Linked DNA regions of Mus musculus: region 2 is linked to region 1. The links are chromatin contacts, called in public HiChIP or PLAC-seq maps. All regions are on one chromosome and are shown on one strand. Each heading gives the region's core, a stretch centred on a gene start, on an enhancer-like site or on the middle of the called end of the contact. The rest is flanking DNA. Distances are from core to core; before and after follow the strand shown. Region 1 overlaps Stx1a (syntaxin 1A (brain)). Region 2 holds the start of Mlxipl (MLX interacting protein-like).

Region 1 (2,700 bases), core at 177-2,676:
CACTCACACCCTGCCACTGCCTGGCATTGTCCATTTCCTAGGGTCACAGCTGGCCACCCTCTGCATGGTCCTCAACCTTGTCTGAGACTGCATGGCCAATGCCACACCCCGGGATGGCTGCTGTTTGGGACCGGTGGGAGCTGCCCCTAGCTGTCTTGTCCTCAGGACGCCTGGCCTGGTGGCACAGGTGAGAGGCTGCATGCCCTCCTCCCACAGCTCCTCTCTCTCTTTCTGACTTCAGGAGACTTTCCTGAACCCCTACCCTGCACTCCCTCCTGGTCCTGAGGAGGGACGCCTGGACCTTGGGTACCCCCGGTCCTGCAGGGGGAGATGATTGACAGGATCGAGTACAATGTGGAGCACGCCGTGGACTACGTGGAGAGGGCCGTGTCAGACACCAAGAAGGCCGTCAAGTACCAGAGCAAGGCGCGCAGGGTCAGTGGCCAGCTCTGCTTAAGCCCATGCCCCAGAGAGCCCCCAGACCAGGGGATCCTCCTCCCCCACCTGCTCGGCCTGTTTTCACAAGCTCCAACCATAGCCTCCACTTCTTCATCAACAATCCGTTCTAGGCCATCCCCATTCCTAGTCCTGACCCTCCAGAACCCAGCCCCCATTTTACTGATTTTTGCTCGTTTTCTTTGTTTTGTTTTAATTTGTTCTATATTGAGGCTCACTATTGGGAATGGAACCTAGGACCTAGCAAATGCTAGACAAAAGCTCTACCCCAGCCACGCCCCCAGCCCCTCCCCAGGGGATTCTAGGCAGGGGCTCTACCACTGAGCCACGCCCCCAGCTCCTCCCTGGGGAATTCTAGGCAGGAGCTCTACCACTGAGCCACGCCCCCAGCCCCTCACTGGAGGATTCTAGGCAGGTTCTACCACTGAGCCACACCCCCAGCCCCTCCCTGGGGAATTCTAGGCAGGAGCTCTACCACTGAGCCACGCCCCCAGCCCCTCCCTGGGGCATTCTAGGCAGGGGTTCTACCACTGAGCCACGCCCCCAGCCCCTCCCTGGGGCATTCTAGGCAGGGGTTCTACCACTGAGCCACGCCCCCAGCCCCTCCCTGGGGGATTCTAGGCAGGGGCTCTACCCTCACTGTACCCACCCCCCCCCCCCCCCACCTGCTCTTCTGAGGCCTGCCTTTTGTGTCCCTGTAGAAGAAGATCATGATCATCATTTGCTGTGTGATTCTGGGCATCATCATCGCCTCCACCATCGGGGGCATCTTTGGATAGAAACCACCCCACCCACTGCTCCATTCTGGATGGGTCTCCCTGAGGAGGCCCCTGGCTGCTGCACCTAGCTGGGTTGCCCTCCCCACTCCTGCCTTCTGGCTGGGAGTCCTTTTCCCTCCCATCCCACACTGCTCCCTCTCTGCCATGAGGCTCCCGTCCCCACCACCCTGCCCCAAGCCGTGTCGTGTGCATGATCTTGTGACAGTGTGTGTCTGTACAGGAGGCAGAGTCGGGAGCAGGATTGGGAACAGCCAGAGTGGCTGGGTACAGGCCAGTGCGGGGCAAGACTCGGGCCCTGGCCAGGTCTGCCTTTCTTCAGCCTGGGGTCTACACTTCCCTGGGACTCAGGCTCCTTTCTGGACCCCAACCTTGCCCTCACTTGTCCCGTCCTCTGGCTTCTCCAGCTCTTCCCACCATGCCAAGGCACCTGGAAGGTGGGGACCAGCTGGTCACATGGTGCTGCTTTTCAGGTTAGGGGTGGGGATAGCTCAGCACTGAGTCTTTGTTAGCTGCCCCTTGCCCGGAGGCTCAGGGTGCCACGGCTGCGGGTGTTAGGAGCACCTAGTACCCTCTCTTTGGGCAAAGCCTGACAGTGTCTCTGGCCCTGGGAGTCATGTTCCTGGGCTGGGCCTGAGCCTAGTGACCCTTTACTAAGAAGCTTAGTGGTGTCATCTCCAGCCTTGCTTTGAGTTGGAGGGATGGAGCAGGCCATAGTCCTAACAGGCATGGTAAGTTGTGGCCAGAGTTGCATGTTGGGGACAGCAGTTCCCTGCGCCCTTTATGCTCTGAAAGCCAGGTGTCACTTTGGGCCTGTAGTCTCACCCTGCCCCGTCTCCCATTGATGTGCCACGTGGTATCAGGTGTACTGGATGCAGTATTCAGCAGCCAGCTGGGGAGGGGGCTCCCCACTTCCCCCCTTGCCATCTTGGGGCTTCTCAGAGTCAAAACTGTACCCCCTGCCCCAGGACCCCTTTCTCGCCCACAGGCAAGGAGTATGCATGCGAGTGCATGCAGCGGGAGCTGGGGCCGTGTCTGTGTGCCCCCTTTCCCTCAGCTTTGCTCCTGCCCAGTGACTGTGACCACTGTCCGTGCTGCCTTCTCACGGCCACCTCCCTTTACCCCTTCACCAAAGGTCTTGGTACAACCAGCTGCCCATTTTGTGAGATTTTTATGTAGAATAAACATTTGTATCTGTAGTGAGCCTCTGTTTGGAACATCTTTTCCACCTGCAGTATAGGAGACGTGGGATCAACCACGGAGGTGCTGATGGGGAAGAGGCTCAGAGATGAAGGATCCCTCCCTCCTCGATACACAGGCTTTCATTTGCCTCAGGGTAATCAGTGGTTAACATCTGGGCTTTTGAGACGTGCCCAGAACCTCACATCCTTACCTAGGGGAAGCCAAAGCCCTTGTTTGTCAAAGGCAAGGTTCCAGATGTCTCGTCTATATGAATGTTTTACCAGCA
Region 2 (2,700 bases), core at 75-2,574, 57 kb after region 1:
AAACAGCTTCATCTGCATCTCCATTCTGTCTCCCAGGCCCCGAGAAAGTCTTTGAGGACCTCAGCAATATCTAGAAAGATAAGCTTGTCTATAAAACTCCCATCGCTGTGGAAGCAGAGACAAGAAGACCATAAAATTTAAATTCTACTCTCCATGGAAAGTTCCATATCTCTGGGTGGTGGTGGAGGTGCGTGCATTTAATCCCCGTGCTCCCAAGGCAGGGGCAGGCAGATCTCTGAGTTCCAGGCCAGCCTGGTCTACAGAATGAGTTCTAGGACAGCCTGGAGTACACAGAGAAACCCTACCTAGAAAAACAACAAAACAAAAATAGAAAAAGAAAGAAAGAAAGAAAAAAGGAAAGGAAGAAAAGCAGGAACAGAAAGAAGCTAGGCTTCAGGGCTGGTGAGAGAACTTCCCGAGGAGAAAGCCCGAGTGCAGGGAGGTGATCTAGAGAAGGTGAACTCTTAGAGTCCACTTCTGAACTTTGCTGTAGAGGCATAGGACAATCATAAGAGCGCCTGGGTACAAGCAAGCATTGGGGTTCAACCGCACAGGACCCTGGGAAAGTGAAGAAGGCAGGCAAGCGATTTACTGAACTCACTATGAAGCAGAGGATGACCCTGAATTTCTGGTTATCCATCTATCTATCTTATCTATCTATCTATCTATCTATCTATCTATCCTATCTCTCTCTCTCTCTCCATCTATCTATCTAGTGTTTATGTGTCTAGGAATACATATGGATCTCAGAGGTCAAATTTTAAAAATCGAGTATTTTCTTCCAACATGTGGGTCCTAGGGTTTGAACTCTTGTCCTCAAGCCTGGTGGCAAAGGCTTTTACCGGCTAGCGGTCTTGTTTGTTGTTTGGGATTTTTTTTTTTGTCTCTTTCTTTCTCTCTCTCTCTCTCTCTCTCTTTCTTTCTTTCTTTCTTTCTTTATTTCTTTCCTGTCTGTCTGTCTGTCTATCTGTCTGTCTGTCTCCACCTCCCGAGTGTTACACTTACAGAATCACCCCCATGCTAGTGTCTGTGGTTCGGAGGATCGAACCCAAGGCTTTGTGCACGCTAGCCAGCCCCAGCCCAGTCCCAGCCCCAGCCAGACTTTCTGAAACCTGAAAAGTAGAGACTAAAAAGTGCTCTCAACAGAAAGAAAGGCGAAGCACCGCCAAAGCTCCAGGATCAGTGGTTTCACACCACGCTCACTGGTTATGCTAATTTAAACATCACCTGCCAACTAAGGGCCACGCCCACCACAAGGACCTATCAGGAGAACAGGGGCGTGGCCATGGTAATTAGGCGCAGCTGGCTACGTTAAGCGCTCTCCAGAGCGCCCGAGAGTTGGCGACAATAGTGGCCATGGCGCGCGCGCTGGCGGATCTATCCGTGAACTTGCAGGTCCCCCGGGTCGTCCCTAGCCCGGACTCGGACTCGGATACGGACTTGGAGGATCCGAGTCCCCGGCGCAGCGCGGGTGGCCTGCATCGATCACAGGTCATCCACAGCGGACACTTCATGGTGTCTTCGCCGCACAGCGACTCGCTGACCCGGCGACGCGACCAGGAGGGGCCCGTGGGGCTCGCCGACTTCGGGCCGCGCAGCATCGATCCGACACTCACCCACCTCTTCGAGTGCTTGAGCCTGGCTTACAGGTGAGGGCGGACCGGGGAGCCTGAGTCCCAGCTTTCCGTGGTGGGACCGCGCACTGGGGCTCCTGTCCCAAACTGCTACGGGGGACGCTGGACACAACTTAGGCATTATCTTCCTCGCCTGGTCCTGCGCAACCCACGGACCCTCATGAATCATTTGTGTCCCATCACTTGCTTGTGGCGCCACTGTCCTGTCCTCCACCTTTGTCTCCACCTTTGCAGGGCCTTCTACGGTTGGGCCCCCGCTCTTTGATTCTTCTGCTTTTGCACTTAAATGCCAGGTGTCTTTCACACTCCTCAGACTATAACCCATCCCGTCCACTGCCTCCCTCCACTCGTGGTATGCCTGGACTGTTTCGTTCATCCTCAGCAGTCCCTGCAAAGTCCCACTCTTCCCTGCACGCTGCAGTTATCCCGTGGTCGCCCTCATAGGCAGTGTCCACTTACATGGAAACAGTTTCTTGCTCACTTGCCCAGACACCATTTATTTTGGCTTGATTTAGTTTGGTGAGCCAGAGTCTCACTCTAAAGTTCAGGCTGGCATTGAGCTAGGTAGCCCAGGCTGGACTCCCATCTCGGCCTCCCAAATACGGGGATTACAGGCATGAGCCACCGTGTCTGATTTAGAACGCTACGTCAAGGTTGGCGGGAAGACGGTGCCCAGCACCTGCCCAGAGCCAGCAGAGGGTGCTGCAGTCCACCCTAGGTCGGGTAGGGAAAACCTGGTCTCCCCGAACCCGGTAAGAGGCTGCAAGGCAGCCAGGAACCCTGTAACTACGGCTCAGACCTCCGGGGCCGCACCCAGCTTCAGCCCCACCTATGTGTCCCCGAGGAGGGCGCGAACTGGGGTCTTGGCCCAGTGCCCTGGAGCAAAGTTCCCGGGAGCAGTGGGAAGAGGATAAATTATCAACCGAAAACAGTAGGAGAGAAAGGGGGATCGGCCGGCCTTGATCTTTCTTCTCTGTAAATATCACGCTTCTTCAGCGAGCCTCCTCCCCTTCGTAGAACCGCTGGCTGTAGACCGGCACCTGCAGCCCCACAGGGGACCTGGAGC

What was found. HiChIP or PLAC-seq counts read pairs in DNA pulled down with a chosen protein or histone mark.
Region 2: an H3K27ac HiChIP or PLAC-seq map of embryonic stem cells shows a contact between it and region 1, with 7 read pairs. The contact joins the promoter of Mlxipl here to the enhancer-like site in region 1. A contact is called at or near these places in 3 of 39 promoter capture datasets (cranial neural crest, liver and maxillary cranial neural crest), 13 of 115 datasets of contacts at active chromatin or transcription factors (the SCID.adh cell line, bone marrow-derived macrophages, effector CD8 T cells and 6 more) and 3 of 9 other capture datasets (adipose tissue, liver and pancreatic islet).

Annotation. Positions count from the first base shown.
Region 1 is chr5:135,048,670-135,051,369 of GRCm38.p6, forward strand. Stx1a (syntaxin 1A (brain)) reads left to right here. Exons shown (of 10, transcript NM_016801.4): 9 at 325-435; 10 at 1,158-2,431. The coding sequence ends at 1,235. Among named protein-coding and RNA genes, the nearest start is that of Dnajc30, 14 kb to the right of the region's middle. Within about 2 kb of position 1,427, at least 9 of the 459 cell types and tissues checked have an H3K27ac peak or open chromatin away from gene starts, as enhancers often do. A contact at or near this core is called in embryonic stem cells, where this site is marked.
Region 2 is chr5:135,105,567-135,108,266 of GRCm38.p6, forward strand. Mlxipl (MLX interacting protein-like) reads left to right here and starts at 1,325. Exons shown (of 17, transcript NM_021455.5): 1 at 1,325-1,649. The coding sequence starts at 1,357.